2 separate regions of the Gossypium raimondii genome follow, and region 2 is linked to region 1. The links are chromatin contacts, called in public Hi-C maps. All regions are on one chromosome and are shown on one strand. The core of a region is the stretch at or near the end of the contact, and the rest is flanking DNA. Distances in the headings are between cores, read along the strand shown.

Evidence for each region. A called contact is a pair of places that touch in the nucleus more often than the background predicts.
Region 2: a contact with region 1 is called in a Hi-C map of leaf, with 3 times the contacts expected there. The contact joins the promoter of LOC105777240 here to the promoter of LOC105777303 in region 1. A contact is called at or near these places in 2 of 2 Hi-C or Micro-C datasets (both in leaf).

What each region holds. Positions count from the first base shown.
Region 1 is chr10:48,078,535-48,082,349 of ASM2569854v1, forward strand. It overlaps LOC105777303, which reads left to right and starts at 1,637. Exons shown (of 13, transcript XR_001128243.2): 1 at 1,637-2,270; 2 at 2,649-3,075; 3 at 3,173-3,815.
Region 2 is chr10:48,261,197-48,265,011 of ASM2569854v1, forward strand. LOC105777240 reads left to right here and starts at 1,806. Exons shown (of 16, transcript XM_012600384.2): 1 at 1,806-2,107; 2 at 2,725-2,919; 3 at 3,032-3,106; 4 at 3,219-3,386; 5 at 3,546-3,709. The coding sequence starts at 1,904.

The DNA.
Region 1 (3,815 bases), core at 387-2,886:
AACTGGGTCTCACTTTGTTTTTTCAGAACAAATATAGAGAAAATCTAGTGAGAAAGCTTTGGGACCACATGTGCCATTAGATAACATAATCTTCATCTTATATGGAAATGCCCATATTTAAATTGGGTATGTTAGGGAATTTGAGGCAAAGAGATATAGGAAGAAAAAATTTCCCATGACAGGGCGGGTAAACCAAGGATAAACATAATGTAGACACAATTCCTTCATTTGCAGTAGCACACAACGTGAGAGAGGGGGATGGTAGTGGGGGAGGGACCCGGTGAGGGAGGTTATTTTATTTTATTTAATATTAATATAAAATTCAAATTTATTATTATATCTTTTAATTTATGTATTTATATATTTCTTTAATTTTTTTAGAATTAGGATCAAATTAAGATCATTTATAAATTTTAAGGATTAATTTTAAAAATTATGACTAAATTGATTTAATATCTTGAGGGTTAAATTCATTATTATAGTGGCTTTTTAATTGTCACATTAACTTACTATTTGTGGTTTTGACGAGAGTGAACTATGTAACATGAGTGTTTAAAATGTAAATTTTTATTTTGAATGCTAAAATGTAAATTTTAATACTTAGATGTTTAATTGTATAGTTTACCCTAGATAATAAATTATGTGACACTTATAACAACACAAAAGATTAAAGTGGTAAACAAATCTTAAATTTTCAAATTTATCATTAATCCATTTTAATTTTTTTAAAATTGTAATTTAAATTATTTAGTGCAAAAATTATAAAATTAATGAATGACATAAATACTCTTTATTATTTTAACTTCAAAATATTTTAATGTGAACAAACCGTGGCTGAATGGATGGGTGTGGGGATGAGATGAGGTTAGGTTAGGTATTCCGTATTCCATGTCAATCTCTCATTATATTTTTGTCGACAATGACAATGGTTTCCCAAAGCTTTGGACTTTACCCTTTTTGACATTCATGGAATAACCCATTCCCATCCTTTTTAGATTAATTCCACAAACATCCATATATTATCCTCAAAATTATAAATTCATCCTTCAAGTTCAAAATAGTTTGATTAAATATTTAAACTATTAATATTATATCAATCATATCCTTCTACCAACTTAATCATTTATTTGGGTTTTAGATAGTAGTATCATATCTATCAAAGCCTTCCAACAACTTAATCCTCTATTTAGGCATTAAATGGTAGTTTAGACTTGACGTGGAACATATTTAACTTATGGGGATCAAATTATAAACTTGTCTCGCAACTATCAAATAAACGGTTTGGATTTAATGTGTTGATAAAATAAAATTTAAGAGAGCAAGTTTTTAAAATATCAAATTCAAACTATACATACAAGAAGTGTATACATGTTCTCAATTTAATCTACGTGTTAAATGTTTCATGAGCCTTAACATCAAAGTTAATACTAGGCTTGAAGAACGATCTAGTTGATATTGATATTGATATTGATATTGATATTGATATTGATATTGATATTGTGAGGATGTTTTAAAGTTGGAGACCAATTTAAAATTAGATCATAGTTTAAGGATGGTCACGTGAATTAACCCCTTTTTATTAAAGAAAACCATAGCATTAAAAATATCTTCTGAATAATGAAAATATCTAACATAAAAAAGTTAGCCGCTTACCAACCGAAACAGAGAAACCGCCCGGAAAGAAAATATTCGGTCTTTTAAGTCTTAGAGTTTGACCTGTTGAAGAGGAAAGTTTGTAACACGCACAGAGAGAGGTTGAGAAATCTTTATATGTTATGAACGATTTGAAGATCCATGCTTTGAATTCGATTGTTTGAAGGGAATATGGAAACCCCTTCAGCAGAGGAGCTTTTGAAGAAGATCCAAATACTTGAAGCGGGACATGCCGATCTCAAGCAAGAAATTTCTATTTTAAAACAATCCGGTGGCGATTCCAAGGCCAATTCAACTCATCAAAGATCTCACTCTACTTCCCCTCGACGTCCGCGCTTCCCGGGGAACGCGGCGAAGCTTGCTGCTTGGAAGAAAGATTCAGCTTCGTTTCGGCACTCCTCGCCGTTGCGAAGAGAGAGCAGAAACAATGACACTGTCAATGGCGACAGCGGCACCGGAGGAGATTTAGGAGTAGGAGGAAGAGGAGGAGCTATCGAAAGAACCGGGAACGTCGGGCCAGCAGCCGTCAATTTCACTAACAGCCAGTATTTGAATATATTTCAGTCTATGGGGCAATCTGTTCATATATTTGATCTTAGTGGCCGTATAATTTATTGGTAAGCGAAAAGGGTTTCGCTTTTAAGATCATTCAGTTGCAAAGACCAAGTTTTTATGTTCTAAATTAGTAATTAGTGATGTGGTTTAACATTGTTTATTAACTACTTAGTAGCATTATAGAGAATGGGGCCTTTGGCTTAATGGCAAGGAGGTTAGGGAACTTTGAGCTCCAAAGTTCAAATTTCACTGGGTTTGATCTTATATTTATTCTGATGAGTTAGTTTGAGTTGATTTAGTTACTTTTTGCTTTTAACTATTAATTATGGTTGTAATTTGAAGTAAATTGTAACTTAAATAGAAAAAAAGTATTAAGTAAGCATTATCATTTGAGCATAGTTTTTCATTTAAAAAAAAAATTATGCTTTTCTTTTTTGCAGGAATAAAGCTGCCGAAAAACTTTATGGTTATTCAGCAGCAGAGGCTTTAGAGCAAGATGCCATTCAACTTCTTGTTGATCATAGGGATTTCGCTGTTGCACTTAATATTGTTCATTGTGTTATGACGGGGGATAGCTGGACTGGACAATTTCCTTTCAAGAATAAAATGGGGGAGAGGTTTTTGGCTGTTGCAACGTATACTCCTTTTTATGATGAGGATGATGACGATGATAGTTCATTAGTTGGAATCATTTGTGTATCCAGTGATACTCAGCCTTTGCAAGAAAGGAGAGCTGCAGTGTTGGCTGGAAAGCAACCTGAAGGAGATTCAACCTTTAGCCGGTCTAAAAATGCTGTCTCAGCTAAACTTGGTCTGGATCCTCAACAACCTATGCAAACAGCAATTGCATCAGAACTAACAAATTTGGTATTAGTTCCTTAATTTTAATGTGTTGGAAGTTGGATTTTAGTGTTACTATATATATTTGTAGTTTGGCTTGGATTGATTGTTAAGAGTTATGCAGGCGCTTAAGGTGAGCAACAAAATGAAGTCCAAATTTAAGATGGGAGAGTATTGTGTCGATCGTGAAGGAGAAAGTGGAGATGGTCATTATTTGGAGCATGGTTGCTCCATTGCAGCTCATTCTGATCTTAAAGAAGATGCAGTTTCCAGTGGAGCTTGTACACCTAGGGGAAGTATTTACCCATCTGCCTTTAGTGTATTTTATCCGTTGGATGAAAAGTCCCCCATGAACACCTCTCACAATTCTGGTGATGAGAGTGAAGGAAAACCTGCAATCCAAAAGATTATGACCTTAGTGGGTAAAAAGGGGATATCGTGGCCTTGGAAAGAGAATGATCGAGCAGGATCAGAGGCAAGAACTACTCGTTTTGTATGGCCTGGATTGGCAAATGATCAAGAGAATGATTTATTTGTACAGAAAAGCTCATATTCTGCTGCAAAATCTGAAGGCCACGTTAATGAAAATAATACCCCTGTCAATAATGAGCCATCAGGCTCGTGGTCATCCTCTGTTAATGTTTACAGCACCAGCAGTGTCAGCAGCTTTGGAAGTACTAGCAGTAGTGCAGTTAATAGAGCTGAGATGGATGTCGATTGTTTAGATTACGAAATCTTGTGGGAGGACTTGACAATTGGAGATCAAA
Region 2 (3,815 bases), core at 556-3,055, 180 kb after region 1:
AAAGTAGAAGATTTTACTTAAATTAAATTTTAATGTTATAATATTAAATTAATGGATATTAAATTGTTAAGCTTAAAATATATTTTTAAAGACAGACACTTATTAATAACATTTATCAAATTAAATTTATATTTTTCAAATATAATAAGAATTAATTATATTCATTGATTAAAGTAGAACAAAATAAACATAAAATTACAAAATTGAATATTAACAATTTTAAGATTAAAGCAAATTAATTTAACAATATATGTAAAATAAAGAATCTGTAAGAAATTATTAATAATATTTTTAAATTATAATATATTAATATTATTAATAATAGTTTTAAACTATAATGTATTAATATTAATATTTATACCATGATGAATTTTGTATTGTTTTAATAGTAAATACCTTTAAGATTAAATAACACTAATATAACTGATTCTAAATTAGTTAAATATTTTTAATTACATTAATTTTTAATTTAATAATGACTTTTTGAAGAAATTAACATAAACTATGTTATAAAAGAATTAAAAGTTAATATATATAATTGTGCATCACATAAGAATACAAATTAGTTCAAATATATATAATGTTGAAATAAATTTCAAGAAGTGAAATAACTGTATACCTAATATAAATATCACAAAAAATAAATTTAATAATAAATGAGGGTTAAGAATATTATTTTGATTCCAAAAGTGCTTCTTCAAACAAAACAGTACCTATGTCTTTTTGGTTGGATGAAAAAAATAAAGGGATGGAAGGAGAGAATGAAAAAATGGAAAGAAAATAAATTTAGAGTGTATTTAGTTGGAAAGAAAAGTGAGAGAAAATAAAATAGAAGGGATGGTCATTTTCTATTCTAATGCATAAAAAACTAATCTTTTTAAATTGGAATGATCAGAGAAAAGAAACTGGGAGAGAAGTGTATGTTTGTTCAAATTTTACATTTTTCGGTTGTTTTATTTGCTTTGCTTTCACTTTTCAACTCTACCAAGCAATTGAGAGAAAGAAAATTACTTTTTTTTTTCATCTTTTCTACCAAGCACATCTATGGAAAGAAATTTTATATTTTCCATCCTTCTAGTTTTCCTCTCCATTTTTCTAAATTTCTTTCCTTTGTACCAAGCAAATCTTAAGGGTGTGCTCAGTTAGGTGAAAAAGTGGAGCGATGTCGAAAGGGAGTGGAAAAGTGGAAAGAAAATAAATTTTAAGTGTACTGGGTGGGAAAGAAAATAGGAGAAATGATAATTTTTCATTCTAATGCATAAAAAAAATTCTTCCAAATTGGAATGACGATTGGAGAGAAAGTGAGAGAGAAGTGTCTCTTAGTTTAAATTGTGTATTTTTCAAATGTTTTATTTTATTTCATTTAATCTTTCAATTTTACCTGGTAATGAAAGAAAAAAAATCTTTTCCATCTTTTCTACCAGTAGCATATATAAAAGAAAAATTACATATATTTTTATCTTTTATTTTTCCATCCTTCAATTTTTCATCATTTTAATTTTCTTTTCACTCTATTTATTTTTCAAAATAACGGAAAACACATTTTAAATAAAAATGTCAAATTATTTAACTATTTTTAAAATTAAGTACTAATTAAACAAAAACCACAAAGGGCTAAAATATACACCAAGTCTAACCCTTCGTAATTTGATGAAAGGAGAAGATGGGGTGGGCTGCTTCAAGTTGAAAATTGATTGCCCAAAATCAAAAGGCCCATTATAAAATGTTTTCATTCTACATCTCGTAATTTAACCACAAAAGCAGGGATCATTTTGGAAACTTTGTAAATTATTAATTCACAGTTCAGTCTAGGCGCAAGTCATCGCCGGTAATGGCTAAAAAGCTCATACAAAATTAATTGAGTAGCATTTTCACGCATTTCTCCTCTGTTTTTATCACTGAAATGGAATCGAGATCGAGGTTATCGTCTATGTTATCATATGCGATATTTCTCGTTACACTCAGTGGACTCGCAACTCTCTCCGATTCTACTCAACAAGCGTTCAAAAGAGACCCCGGCCTCCCTCACTGGCACCATAGCGCATTCCTCGAAGTTCGCGACAGCGTCCGATCCGATGTTCGCCGCACGCTCCACACGCGTGCTGAGGTAATCGATTCTCGCTCTGAAAATCTTGTTAAATCTGTGAAGAAATTAATGACGACTTTTTCCTCGCCAATTTTCATCGAGTTTTCTTTTTTGAAAGAAATTCATATTATTAATAATGTCGGGTTTTCATCGAGGTTTTTTCATTTTAATTATTACTTTAGAGCGTCGAATTTACGAAAATTATAGGACTCGAATTGACTGAATTTGAGCTACACAGTTGATCTCTCCTAAAAATGTAATTCAAAATTCGAATTGCGTTCTGAAAATCTCTAGAACCTTGAAGAGTTAGTGGCTGCTAGCTTAGTTTTTCTCATCTCTGGTTATGATTAGAAAAGGTTCCCTTTCTAAAAATCTTGTTAAATCTCTAAAGAAACTTATATGGACATTTTTCTCGCCAATTTTCATTGACTTTTTGTTGTTTTAATGATTACTTTAAAGGAACTTACCAATATTATAGGTTTCGACTTGAGTGAATGAGCTACGCAGTTGATCTCTCCCAAAATGTGATTCAAAATTTAAATTGCGTTCCTGAAATCCCTAGAAACATGAAGAGGTTGTGGCTGTTAGCTTAGTTTTACTCATCTATGGGTATGATTAGAACAGGTTCTGTTGTGCAGGTTCCATTTCAGGTTCCGCTCGAGGTGAATGTGGTGCTAATTGGTCTCAATGGAGATGGTGGCTATCGGTACAATGTCGATTCACAGAAATTGGAGGAGTTTCTGAGAGTTAGCTTTCCCTCTCATAGGCCTTCCTGTCTCGAGACCGAGGAGCCCCTTGATATCGAACATCATGTTGTTTATAACACATTTCCTGTAAGTTTTTTCATTCCTTATTGCATCTTAATAATTACTACTGGTTTAAGCTTCAGCTAGATATCTAAATTGAGTTGTTAGTGTTGTTCTTCACTTATTTGTTCTACTATAGGCAGGACAGCCAGAATTGATTGCGCTTGAGAAGGCACTGAAGGGGGTCATGGTTCCTGCTGGTTCTGCAAGAGAGGTCTACTATATTGCTTCATATTTACTATTACTCTTGATAGTGGAAAGAATATTAACTATATGAATTCTTTTGTATATCAATTTCTTTTTTCTTTTTTCATTTTACATATTAGCCTGATTTTGGGAGAGAGGTGCCCCTATTTGAGGTGGAAGCAACAGCTGTGGAGCCAGTATTCCAAAAGCTATATTCATATATATTTGACATCAAAAGTGGGGGATATTCTGCTAAAGAGATGGATAGACCTGTGCCAACTGCTATATTTATTGTTAACTTCGACAAGGTATAAGCTAAGTATAATTTCAAACATTAGTTCTGTGCTTTGTCTGTATGAAACTTTGACCATTCCTAGTGTTTTCGTTTTTCCTTTCCCCTTACATGGCTGCATTGATTTGAAATTTTCCTTCTTGATACACTGGTGAATGATTCGGCCTCTTTTTAGGTCAGAATGGATCCTAGGAATAAAGAGGTTGATCTTGATAGTTTGATGTATAGCAAACTTACCCCACTGACTAATGAAGAAATGAAACAACAAGAGGGAGACTACATATATCGATATCGATACAATGGAGGAGGAGCGTCTCAAGTTTGGCTTAGCTCTGGAAGGTCTGTTTTGAGTTGCATTACTTTGTCGAAAGTTTAACTTTTGGGTCCCTGATTTATGGACTTATGGGAAAGAACTGCTAGATTAGAAATATTAACAAGATATTTG